Linked DNA regions of Mus musculus: region 1 is linked to region 2. A link is a contact called in public HiChIP or PLAC-seq data. All regions are on one chromosome and are shown on one strand. The core of a region is the stretch at or near the end of the contact, and the rest is flanking DNA. Distances in the headings are between cores, read along the strand shown.

Region 1 (6,078 bases), core at 1,576-4,075, 480 kb before region 2:
GCTGTCCGTCCTGATGGCAGCCTTGATATCCATGGTGCCTTACCTGGGCACACAGGCACCTACATCCTGCAGACTCTTAACAGGCAGTTTCAGACGGAGGTGGGCTACGGACACATGCAGGTCTATGGTGAGCCACCCCCTCTGACATCTCCGGGACTTTCCACTCTCTTCCTCATCCTCACCCTCCTTTGAGGAACAAAAGAGAAAAAAATTATTCTTTAAAATAGCATTGTGTGTGTGTGTGTGTGTGTGTCTGTCTGTGTGTGTCTGTGTGTGACAGTATACACGTGGAAGTCAGAGAACAACTTCGGAGAGTCAGCTCTTTCTTTCTACCCTGTGGAACCCAGGGATCAAAACTCAGGTCATCAGGTTTGGTGGCAAGCACTTTTACCCACTGAACCATCTTGCCAGCTCTTAAAGATGCTTTTACAGTTGGGTGTGGGGGTGCCTAAATCAACACAAAAATGCTCACCTTCTCCATTCTGGCTTCCAGGATGATAACTGTCTTCCAAAGCCCTTCTTTGTCACTATGGCTCGGGGGTACAGAAGTACAGCTTGGTGGTACTTCTTGCCCGGGGACAGGAGGTGCCCCTCCCCTCCCCCTCTGTCTCTCGCTCCGCCCATAGAGATCCTGGCCCCTCCCACGGTCATGGCCAACGACACTGCGCTGGTGGAGCGTAGGGATACCCTTCGTCTCGTCTGTAGCAGCCCCAGCCCCGCTGAGGTCCGCTGGTTCTTCAATGGTGACGCTCTGCCAGTTGCCGTCCGCTTGGGCATGTCCCCCGATGGCAGGATGCTGACCCGGCATGGCGTCCGCAGGGAGGAGGCAGGTGCCTACCAGTGCGAGGTGTGGAACCCCGTCAGCGTCAGCCGCAGCGAGCCACTGAACTTGACGGTATACTGTGAGTCTTCCAAGGCACCTGGTATCACAGATGGGGAAACTGAGGCCCACGACGAGAAGTCCACAGTTACACAGCAAGTCAGCAAGCAAGCTGGGGAAGGAGCCAGGGCCCCTCTAAAAATATACTTGCCTACTTTATGAAAGTACGGGTTATGGCTAATACATCCAGGTCGATGTAGGACCCTGTAGATGAGAGAGGGAGTACACACCTGCCATCCCAGGTATCCGGAGGTGGAGGGAAGATCCTGAGGTGGAGGGAAGACCAGGCCATGGCATATGTCTGGCGTGCACCAAATTCCATCTGCAACACCACAAAAATGCACAGCAATCCTCTGAGCCCTAGGGAAATGGAGACAGGATCCCGAGCACCCTTCCCCAACAGCTACATGTTAAGTCCAAGGTCATCCTGTGCTACATGGAGGCCTGTCTGAAAAGAAATAGGAAAAAGGAAAGATGCCTAAGGAAACGGATAGCATGGACACAAGGACACTGAGCTTGGAAAGGGTCATTAACCATCATTGGAACCCAGGGCTCAGCGGGGACATCACAAAAGCTCATCACAAGAAACACACAGTACTTCCTGGGCCAGCAGCTGTGTGTGTCAAATCCTGAGAATACAAATGATGGGGTTGCCTAGCCATGGTGGGGCACCCCTTTAATCCAGGAGGCAGAGGCAGGTGAATTGCTGTGAGTTCAATGTCAGCCAGGGCTACATAATGAGGCTCTTTCTCAAAGGAAAAAAAAGTAATAATAATAATTATAATAATAATAGCAGTAATTTCAAAAGTAAGGCCGGTGTACAGAAACTAAAATTCTAGAATCCTACTACCAGAGTATTCCAGATGCCGGAAACTCTAGAACCAGAGTCTAGACTGCCAAGCCTAAAATCACAAGAAGTAGAGCCCTAGAATCAAGTTCTAACATCTGAGAGTCTAGAACCTCAGAGGTGAAGATTTCTAGAGCCCAAGAAGCCTAGAACCTAGAAGCATGGGTTCTTTTTGTTTGGTTGTTTTTGTTTTGTTTTGTTTTGTTTTTTTGAGACAGGGTTTCTCTGTGTAGCCTTGGCTCTCCTGGAACTCACTCTGTAGACCAGGCTGGCCTTAATCTCAGAGAGCCACCTGCCTCTGCCTCCCAAGAGCTGGAACTAACAGCATGTGCCACCACCACCCAGCTCTACACATTCTTTTTTTTTTTTACAGATAAAAACAAAACAAAAGAAAAAACAAACCAAAACCCAAAAAACCAAAAAACTCAAAAACCAAGTTCTCACGGGAGGGGAAGTGAGTCTCAAGATTGCAGTGGTAGAAGTCAAGATGTGATTGGGAAAGACTCAAGTTCTTTCTGCCCTCTACTCAGCCCTGCCAACCCCAGGGACCCAATCCGGTAGATTGAAGACCTGAGGTGCATGCCTCTGTCCCCTCCAACCCCACTCCTGCCCCTCCTGTGTCTCTCCCTCCTGCCCTACAGTCGGCCCTGAACGAGTAGCTATCCTTCAAGACTCTACCACCCGCACGGGCTGCACTATTAAAGTGGACTTCAACATGTCCCTCACCCTGTGGTGTGTGGCGCGGTCTTGCCCTGAGCCAGAGTACGTGTGGGCCTTCAATGGAAAGGCCTTGAAGAATGGCCAGGATCACCTGAACATCAGCAGTATGACTGCAGCCCATGAGGGCACGTACACGTGCATCGCTAAGAACTCCAAGACGCTGCTGTCTGGCTCTGCCTCAGTGGTAGTCAAGCTGTCCGGTGAGTCAGCCCCAGCCTGATAGCCACCTGCTCTCTAGAGAGGCCCAGCTGGCCTTTGCTGACTGGGCTGCCATTTTCCAGAAAATAATTGGATTCCCAGCACACTCATTGGCCAGTTGTGACACGGTGGCGTATCAGATTGCCCTGTCTTGTCTAGGTGCGGAAAGAGGCAGGCAAAGCCTATTGCATAGGAAAGAAATGGTGACTCATATCCTCTGCCTTGAGGTCAGACGGAGTGACAAATGAGCCCAAGTCCCCATCTTGTGGGGTGACAGAGTGGGACACCAGGGTCCCTGTCCTTCCATGTAATTGCCCCACATAGTAAAAAGGCACTCGCTGCTGAGAGCCCTGCCCAACCCAAGGCACACAAACCTTCTGCCAACTAGATTGTGTGCATCAATTAGTCTAGATAGGATGTGGGCATGCTCGAGTGCCCATGCGAGTGTTCTCTCTCTCTCTCTCTCTCTCTCTCTCTCTCTCTCTCTCTCTCTCACACACACACACACACACACACACACACACACACACACACACACACACCACAGCTGGAAAACCACACACCAGAAGCACTTTCTTCACACCTCTGTTCCATGCATGGGGGGTTGTGGTGCTGAGGGAACAGAGCTCATGCCCCAAGAATAGCGGCTTTGAACATCAAGTTCTCATTTTACAGCAGATGTATAGTGGTGTAGGCAAGAGGATCAGGAGTTCAAGGACATCCTTAGCTACACAGACAGTTCAAAGTTAGCCTGGACTACATGAGACCTTGTCTCAAGGGGGAAAAAATGTCTCATTCATTCTAGCTGGGTTTCTTCTCAAATGGCCATTGTCCCTTGGGGACAGTGGGAATCGTCCACCCCCTCCTCCCTCCCTTCTTCCTCCACTAACAGGCTGGGTCTCATGCAAAGGGTGGGGATGGACCCTCTTTCACGCAGAGCAAAGATGACTGTCGCAAAGGTAAGTGTGCCTCCTGTCTTACCTGTGAGGGACCTTGGCTGGAAACAGGGTGGACCAGATGACCTCAGGGCCAACATGGGGGGTATCCAAGGTCTGAAGGTAGGTGCAGGCTGTGCCTAATGTAACACTTCCAAAACTGCTTCCCCAAAAGCTGCCAGGAATCCTGTGGCAGGTGCTGAGATCGAGACAGAGACATGGCTGTTATCCCACCTGGGAAACAAGCTGAGGTGATGGAGGAGGCATGGTCTTTCTCTGACCTCAGAGGGATCAGTGAAGCTGCCAATCAAAGAGAAGAGGCAATGCCTCACGTTCTCTGGGCTCCCTGGCATTGGTGTGGGAGACATAAAACTGTCTAGTCAAAGGGAGGAGGCACAAGGTGAAAGAATTTCCAGGTCATTAGGAGACATGACACTACTTTAAATTTCATAGTCTGATGGGGGAGACACAAGTCCCACTTTGGGAACATGTCAAATCTGATGGGGGAGTACAATCTTCCCACTTTCTATGAAATTTTTCTATCAGAGACAATTATTCCCAACTTTGGGCATCTTCAACTTGATTAGAATGTTCCACTCCCAATAGTCCACAATTTCTCAGTCTGATGGAGGAGACAGAAACTCCCACCTTCTAGGGAATCTTAATCTTGGGTCCCAAACTTGATTGAAAAATCTAGAATGTCCCAATCTGATGGCGGAGACACAATCCACACCTTGTGAGAATTTTCCATGTGATACAGGATGCACAGCTTCATCTCTCCTAGAGTCGTCTAATCTGATGGAGGAGTTGTCACCTCCCATATTCTTAGGTCTGCTGCTCTCACAGAAAAGACACTATGTGGACGAGACATTCCAACCATCTGATGGGGGAGACACAGCCCCATATTCTAGAATTTCCAGTCTGATAGGGGAGGCATGGTCCCCAGAGGTTTTTTTTTCCTACCCTGATGGAGGAGACATGGCCAGACCCTGTGGGGTCTTTCAATTAATTACATAGGGCCTGTACCATCATCCAAGGCTGAAATTTAAACAGGAGAGATGTCTTCCTGGCATCTGAGAAAGAGAGTCTATGTGATCACCCTAGAAATCACCTCCATCCTCTGTCTCCTCCCCAGCACCTCATGGGGAGAAGCATCAGTGGGGGAGCTGGCCAAGGGAGGGGGAGGACTCCACACCACACTCAAGCCGTTCTGGCTGACTGTGGCGGTGGTTCTCTCCCCAGCGGCAGCTGTAGCCATGATGATCGTTCCTGTACCGACTAAGCCAACGGAGGGCCAGGACGTGACCCTGACTGTCCAGGGCTACCCCAAGGACCTGCTAGTCTATGCCTGGTATCGTGGACCTGCCTCGGAACCCAACCGACTGCTCAGCCAGCTGCCGTCAGGGAACTGGATCGCTGGCCCGGCGCACACAGGCCGGGAGGTGGGCTTCGCTAATTGCTCACTGCTGGTGCAAAAGCTGAACCTCACTGATGCCGGGCGCTACACACTCAAGACCGTCACACTGCAGGGCAAGACCGACACTCTGGAGGTGGAGCTACAGGTGGCCCGTGAGTGAGCAGTGTGGGATGGGATGGGGGGGGGGCACCCAAAGATGTCCTTCTCCTCCCTCACATGCCTGTGGGACACAGGCATGTGCCTCTTCCATCTGACCTGAGTGTCCCCATGTGGGCGTTTGCCTTGCCTCTCAAACGATGACGTCCACCAAGGTATACGCCTTCCATATGGATATATAGACCGTAAAAGGGGTGTCAAGTGAGGGTGGGCATCTTTTCTCATTAGGTGAGTGGAAACTAAACCATGGGGATCTAGCCTCTTCCACCACACTGGGGAGCTGGGGTGAATGCAGGTGTTTTCCTCCCCCATAAGACATGGCATGAGGGCAAGAAGTTTCCACCTTCAGACACCAGAGCTCTCCCAACCTGAATGTACACTAGGATGCAGGCTGCTAGGTGTGCCTCTTCCATCAGAGTTCTCTGTTGGGAACCACCTCTCCCCTATCAACCTGGGGGCTCCCACAGTGGAAAACCATGTCTCTCTCATCAGACTGAAAATTGTGTCTCCTCCATCAGACTGGGAGCTCCCAGAATCAGGCACCATGTCTCCTCCATCAGACTGGGGGCTCTCAAAGTCAGAGATCATGCCTCCTCCATCAGACTGGGAGCTCCCAGAGTCAGGGACCATGCCTCCTCCATCAGACTGGGAGCTCCCAGAATCAGGAACCATGTCTACACCAACAGACTGGGAGCTCCCAGAGTCAGGGCCATGTCTCCTCCATCAGACTGGAACCTTGTCTCCTCCATCAGGCTAGGAGCACCCAGTCAGGAAACATGCTCTTATAGTCCAAGGCTATGTCTTCTCCATGAAACTGGTATCTCCCAGAGTCAAAAGCCATGTCTCTTCCATCAGACCAGAAATTCCCAGAAATCTTCAAGACCTTACTAGGGCAGGTGCTCTGGACAGGCGCTCCCAGACGGAG
Region 2 (5,784 bases), core at 3,193-5,692:
GGACTTTGAGGCCTGCCTGGTCTATGAAACAAGTTCCAGGACAGCAAAAATCACACAGAGAAACCCTGTCTCAGAAAACACAACGAGGGACTGGAGAGATGGCTGAGCAGTTAAGAGCACTGGCTGCTTGCTCTTCCAGAGGTCCTGAGTTCAAATCCCAGCAACCACATGAAGGCTCACAACCATCTGTACAGCTACAGTGTACTCACATACATAAAACAAATAAATCTACAACAAAACAAAACCGAAATAGAAGTGGAAGGAAAAACCCAACTCCACAAAGTTGTCCTCTGACCTCCACATACGGAACCCCTTCTTCCCTCCACTATTGTCACTACCAGGAATACCTCCAGAGTTTTCCTATACATAGCCCTAGCTAGCCCGAAACTCACTATGAAACCCAGACTGTACTTCAAACTCGAGCAATCTGTCCTCAGCCACCCTGTCTCTAGAATTACAGGCATAATTGTAATTACTATCAGTCAGTTTATGCGGTGCCAGGATGGAACCCAGAGTTTCACCCCTGCTAGCTAGGCTAGCACCCTACCAACTGAGCGACATTCCTCGCCTTGTTATTTACAATTGTTGTTAGTACACGGTCTCGCTGTGTAGCCCCGGCTGGCCTCCAAAATCGCAGCGATGCTCCTGCCTGGGTCTTCCGGGTGCTGGGATAGCAAGGCCCGGGCCCCGACCAGGACGTTTGCCTGCCAGAGGCATCAGAATGCAAGGAGGGCAGCCTCGCCACCCACCTTGGCGTCCAGCGTGCGCTTGAGCTCCAGCATGTAGGAGAACTGCTCCGGGTAGATGTAGTCGTACGGGAAGTAGACCAGCAGCCCGTCCACGTTGAGCCTGGCGGCGGTGAGGCGTCGGTGCCCGGTGCTCTCGAGCCGCCTCGGCCTCCGCTCCGCCCGCCCGCCCGCCCTCGTGGCGTCTCGCCGCCAGGGACCCCGAAGCCACCCGGACCGGTCTCCGCAGCCTCTCCACGCCGCGCCCCAGCCCCGGCGACGCCCACCCGCCGCCCCATTGCCCACCGCAGAGCCGCCCGCTCTTTCAGAGACCCCATCTCACTTCATGGCGGCTGATCGCGGCGTCCACACGCCCGCTCCTGAATATTCAACGAGGGGGCGTGACCCAGAGACACACCTTCCTCGGGACGCCATTGGCCGAGTCCTCCCGTCACTCTGCCAATCGGAAAATTGGCGCGTGCGCATGGCGGTGAGAGGGCGGACTTCGGAGAGAAGTGGTGCCCGAGGCATCGCTGAGGATCGCCGAGGACTTCGAGCAGAACACAGAAAGAAGAGAGTCGAGAGAATCGATAGAGTTCATTGCTGCTTCGCTCCTCCAGGTTCTGTTCTGGTTGTCCAAGTCGTGAAAATAGTGTTTAAGAGAGAATAACAGAGAAATTGGAGACCGTCTTGATTTTTTTGTTTTTCGGGTGTTTTTTTTTGTTTTTTTGTTTGTTTTTTCGAGACAAGGTTTCTCTGTGTAGCCCTGGCTGTCCTGGAACTCACTCTGTAGTACAGGCTGGCCTCGAACTCAGAAATCCACCTGCCTCTGCTTCCCACCACTGCCCTGCCTAGCACGTGTTTTTAAGCATTTATTAATATGGGTTGGAAAGATGGCTCAGACGTTAAAGCATAGGTCACAAACAAACAAAACTTCATTAATTAAGGGCCTGGAGGAATCACTCAGTAGTTAAAAGCACTTTCTGATTTTGAAGAGGAGCAGGGTTCCCAGCCGCCCCACTCTCCACTCCCACCCCCCAAATCAGGCAGCTTATGATCGATCACCTTTAGGGCTAGCTCCATGGAATCCAATACCTCTGGCCTGTGGAAGGAAGAGGAAACCTGCAGAATTTGGTTCAGTCCTTTCCTTCCACTATGTGTGGGAATCGAACTCAGGTCAAAAGGCCTGTACCTCATGAGCCATCTCATGAGGTACAGGCCTCAGTAGACAGTCGTACTATGTAACCCAAGCTGGTCCGGAGCTCACTCTATAGCCTGGGTGGCTGGCCCCAGCTTGTGGCTAACCCACCTGAGGGCTGGACAATGCTGTCAGTTATTTCATATCTCTGGATTCTTGCTCAAATATCACCTTTTAGTCCTTCCTCCCTTCATTTCATCCTTTCTTTTCTTTCTTTTTTTTTTTAAGATTTATTTGTTATATATAAGTACATTGTAGCTGTTTTCAGATATACCAGAAGGGGGTATCCAATCTCATTACTGATGGTTGTGAGCCACCATGTGGTTGCTGGGATTTGAATTCAGGACCTTTGGAAGAGCAGTCAGTGCTCTTAATCACTGAGCTCCAGTCCCTTTTCTTTTTGAGAGAGTCTTTCTACTTAGTTCTGACACTGTCCTAGATCTCACACTATAAACAAGGTTGGCCTTGAACTCACAGAGACCTGCCTGCCTCTGCCTCCGGAGTGAGTGCTGAGATTAAAGGTGCATACCATAATGTCTGGCTATTTTCTTTCTTTCTTTCTTTCTTTCTTTCTTTCTTTCTTTCTTTCTTTCCTCTTTTTGGTTTGGTTTTTCAAGACAGGGTTTCTCTGTGTAGTCCTGGCTGTCCTGGCACTCACTTTGTAGACCAGGCTGGCCTCGAACTCAGAAATCCACCGGCCTCTGCCTCCCGAGTGCTGGGATTAAAGGCGTGTGCCACCACGCCCGGCTTCCTTTCTTCCTTTTTTAAAGATGTATTTATTATTATACTAAGTACACTGTAGCTGTCTTCAGATGCACCAGACGAGGGTGTCAGATCTCATTACAGATGGTTGTGAGCCACCATGTGGTTGCTGGAATTTGAACTCAGGACCTTCAGAAGAGCAGTCGGTGCTCTTAACCACTGAGCCATCTCTCCAGCCCCCTTTCTTTCTTTTTGAATTAACTATTTTATTTTTGATGTGTGTGTGAGGGTTTTGCCCCATGCATGTATGTGCATCAAGTGTGTACCTGGTGCCCTCAGAGGTCGGAAGGCATCAGATCCCCTGACACTGGAGCTATTGGTGGCTGTGAGCCATCACGCAGGTGCTGGAAATCAAGCCCAGATCCTTTGCAAGAGTAACAGTGCCCTCGGGCTGGAGAGATGGCTCAGTGGTTAAGAGCACTGGCTGCTCTTCCAGAGGTCCTGAGTTCAATTCTCAGCAACCACCTGGTGGCTCACAACCATCTCTAATGGGATCTGATGCCCTCTTCTGGTGTGTGTTTGAAGACAGCTACAGTGTACTCACATAAATAAAATTAATAAATAAATCTTTAAAAAAAGAGACAGAGTTCAAAGCTGGGGCTGGAGAGATGGCTCAGCGGTTAAGAGCACTGGCTGCTTGCTCCTCCAGAGTGTCTGAGATCAGTTCTTAGCAACCACATGGTGGCTCACAACCATCCGTAATGGGATCCAATATGCCCTCTTCTGGTGTGTCTGAAGACAGCTCTTAATCACCGAGCTGTCATTCCAACCCCATTTTCTTTCTTTTTTAAATTACCCTTTTTAAAAAAAATGTATTAGCCACATGGTTTTATTTATGTATTTGCTCCATACGCATTCGCTGTGCTTATCAGAGAACAACTTTCAGGAATAGCTTCTTTCCTTCCATCATTCCTTGGATCCTGAGGCTTGAACGAGGGCTGCAGGCTTGGCAAGTGTGCTTACCTGCTGAGCCATCTTGGCAGCTCTTGGATTTCATGTTACAAATGTCCTGCAGTTTGCTTTGTAGACCAGGCTGGCCTTGAAATCACAGAGATCTGCCTGCCTCTGCCTCCTGAGTGCTGGGATTAAAGATGTTCGCCACCACTGCTTGGCTAATAATACATACCTCTTGCTTTCTAAACTTAAACCTCATGTTAGGACCCTGAAGATGGGCTTGGGGGAGGTGGAACCAGACCTTTTTATTTTTCTTTCTTTATTTCCCTTTTTAAACAATTCTATTCACTGGTCCCTTTTTATTTGTATGACTTGCTAATGTCACACGATTAAGATGGCTTTCTTTGTTTTTTTTTTTTTGCTAGATTAACTAATTAATAATTAATAGTAGCTGATCATGGTGGCACCTATCCGTCCCTTCAAGCTCCTACAGGGTCAGAGACACAGGATTTCAGGTTTAAAGCTCGCCTAACGGGCTGGAGAGATGACTTAGATGTTAAGAGAACTGGCTGCTCTTCCAGAGGTCCTAAGTTCAATTCCCAGCATCCACATGGTGACTCACAGCCCTATGATGTGGATCCAATGCCCTAGTGTACTCATATACATAAAATAAATAAATAAATACATAAAAAATTAAAAAAAAAAAAGCTCACCTAAACCAAACATAATATCCTGTTTCTAAATAAAAAAGATTGGACATGGTGGTGTTCATCTTCAGTGCCAGCACTTGAGAGGAAAAAGCAGGTTCCAGGCCACGGCCTACATAACAAGACGCTGACTCACAAAACTAACAAGAAAATTAAAGTATTGGACTCATGCGTGAGACAAACCTGTGAGAACTATTCTGTCTAGGTTTGTGTCTAGGTTTGTGTCTAGGTTTGTGTCAAGTTGATGAAAACTAACCAACACGGACAGCAGTCATGTTGTCTGAACAGAATCAAAATGATGTTCATTTCTGGGTAAACAACCTTTATTTATAAAGGAAATGTTTCCCATGTCATTATAAACATTAAGCCACATGGTATGAAGGCACTTGGTTGGGGACATGGGGTCCTCACACAGGCCCTAAGCTTCTGGGAAGAATGGGGGCTGCTGAGCAGAATGGGGACTTCTGGGAGAGAGGAGGAAAGGACTCAGAGAGAAATGAAGGGGTGGGTAGCCTCCCTGGCTCAGCTAGGATAGTGCAGTGGCTTGCTGCCAGTAGGAGGCACTTAAAACCAGATCTGACTGGGCACGTGGGTATGTTGGGGGCAGGGTGGGAGATCTTGCCTGCAAGGGTCCCCAGCCCCACCTCACCCCAATGCTTAAGGCAGCTTCCTAATCTTCAGTCTGGGGCCGCCCTCCCTTGAGCCTCTCAGGGAGCAGAGAATTTCCGGTGCCCTCTGGAGAGCAGCGGCGCAGATTAGCTAGCTGGATCGGGCAGGTCCGGGTGGAAGGCGGGCTGGCTTGTACTTTTCTCCTTTACAATCATCCTTCATGCCTACTAGATTTTGCTCCGCTGAGACTTCACTCTAGGGAAGAGCTAAGGAAAGAGAACTATCAGACACCAGGAGCCCAGCAGCACCTATCCTACCCCTAAGAAGGGGGCCACCATCTAACCACCAGCCCCACCTAGGACCAATCAAAACATCAGAACAAGCACCAGCCAGGCAAGAGCAGAAAGATGTGGGGGAACCTATAAGAGGTCATGCCTTGAACTCTCGGCAACCCCCCTGCCTCAGCCTCCAAAGTGCTAGGATAACAGATCAGCTTGGCCCAACCCATTAATAGGGAACTCCCGCCAGGTAGCCTCTGGGCTCACCCCGAAGTAGTTGCGCGGCACATAGCCTTCCTGGCCGTGCAGTGAGGCCCACCACCAATCAGTCTCCTCTGGCCCATCTCTCCGCAGCACAGTGACTGACTCGCCCTCTCGGAAAGACAGCTCATCCCCAAACTCTGCGCTGTAGTCCCAGAGTGCATACACAACGCCATTGTGCATCAGTCCCATGCTTTGTTCCACGTCTGAAAACACAGAAAAAAATATGGTAGTCAGGACCGGGCCCAGGAACGCAGCCACAGGAAGGATGGGGTCAGGTGCCGCCCCTGCTCCAGCACAGAAATGAGACACCGGGAAAGCTGTTTTTGCCTCTGCCAGTGGATAGCAGT

Evidence for each region. HiChIP or PLAC-seq counts read pairs in DNA pulled down with a chosen protein or histone mark.
Region 1: an HNF4G HiChIP or PLAC-seq map of pancreatic cancer cells shows a contact between it and region 2. The contact joins two enhancer-like sites. A contact is called at or near these places in 2 of 115 datasets of contacts at active chromatin or transcription factors (bone marrow-derived macrophages and pancreatic cancer cells) and 1 of 9 other capture datasets (pancreatic islet).

The regions. Positions count from the first base shown.
Region 1 is chr7:19,852,643-19,858,720 of GRCm38.p6, reverse strand. Gm19345 (predicted gene, 19345) reads right to left here. Exons shown (of 4, transcript NM_001270489.1): 2 at 3,627-3,779; 3 at 1,111-1,202; 4 at 366-920. The coding sequence ends at 835. It overlaps Ceacam16 (carcinoembryonic antigen-related cell adhesion molecule 16), which reads left to right. Exons shown (of 6, transcript NM_001033419.2): 2 at 1-127; 3 at 627-902; 4 at 2,369-2,647; 5 at 4,823-5,149. Among named protein-coding and RNA genes, the nearest start is that of Gm19345, 3.7 kb to the right of the region's middle. Within about 2 kb of position 2,825, at least 21 of the 459 cell types and tissues checked have an H3K27ac peak or open chromatin away from gene starts, as enhancers often do. A contact at or near this core is called in pancreatic cancer cells, where this site is marked.
Region 2 is chr7:19,377,344-19,383,127 of GRCm38.p6, reverse strand. Ppp1r13l (protein phosphatase 1, regulatory subunit 13 like) reads right to left here. Exons shown (of 13, transcript NM_001010836.3): 12 at 5,441-5,640; 13 at 4,595-5,161. The coding sequence ends at 5,123. Ercc2 (excision repair cross-complementing rodent repair deficiency, complementation group 2) reads right to left here and starts at 1,111. Exons shown (of 23, transcript NM_007949.5): 1 at 1,069-1,111; 2 at 750-849. The coding sequence starts at 1,073. Within about 2 kb of position 4,442, at least 11 of the 459 cell types and tissues checked have an H3K27ac peak or open chromatin away from gene starts, as enhancers often do. A contact at or near this core is called in pancreatic cancer cells, where this site is marked.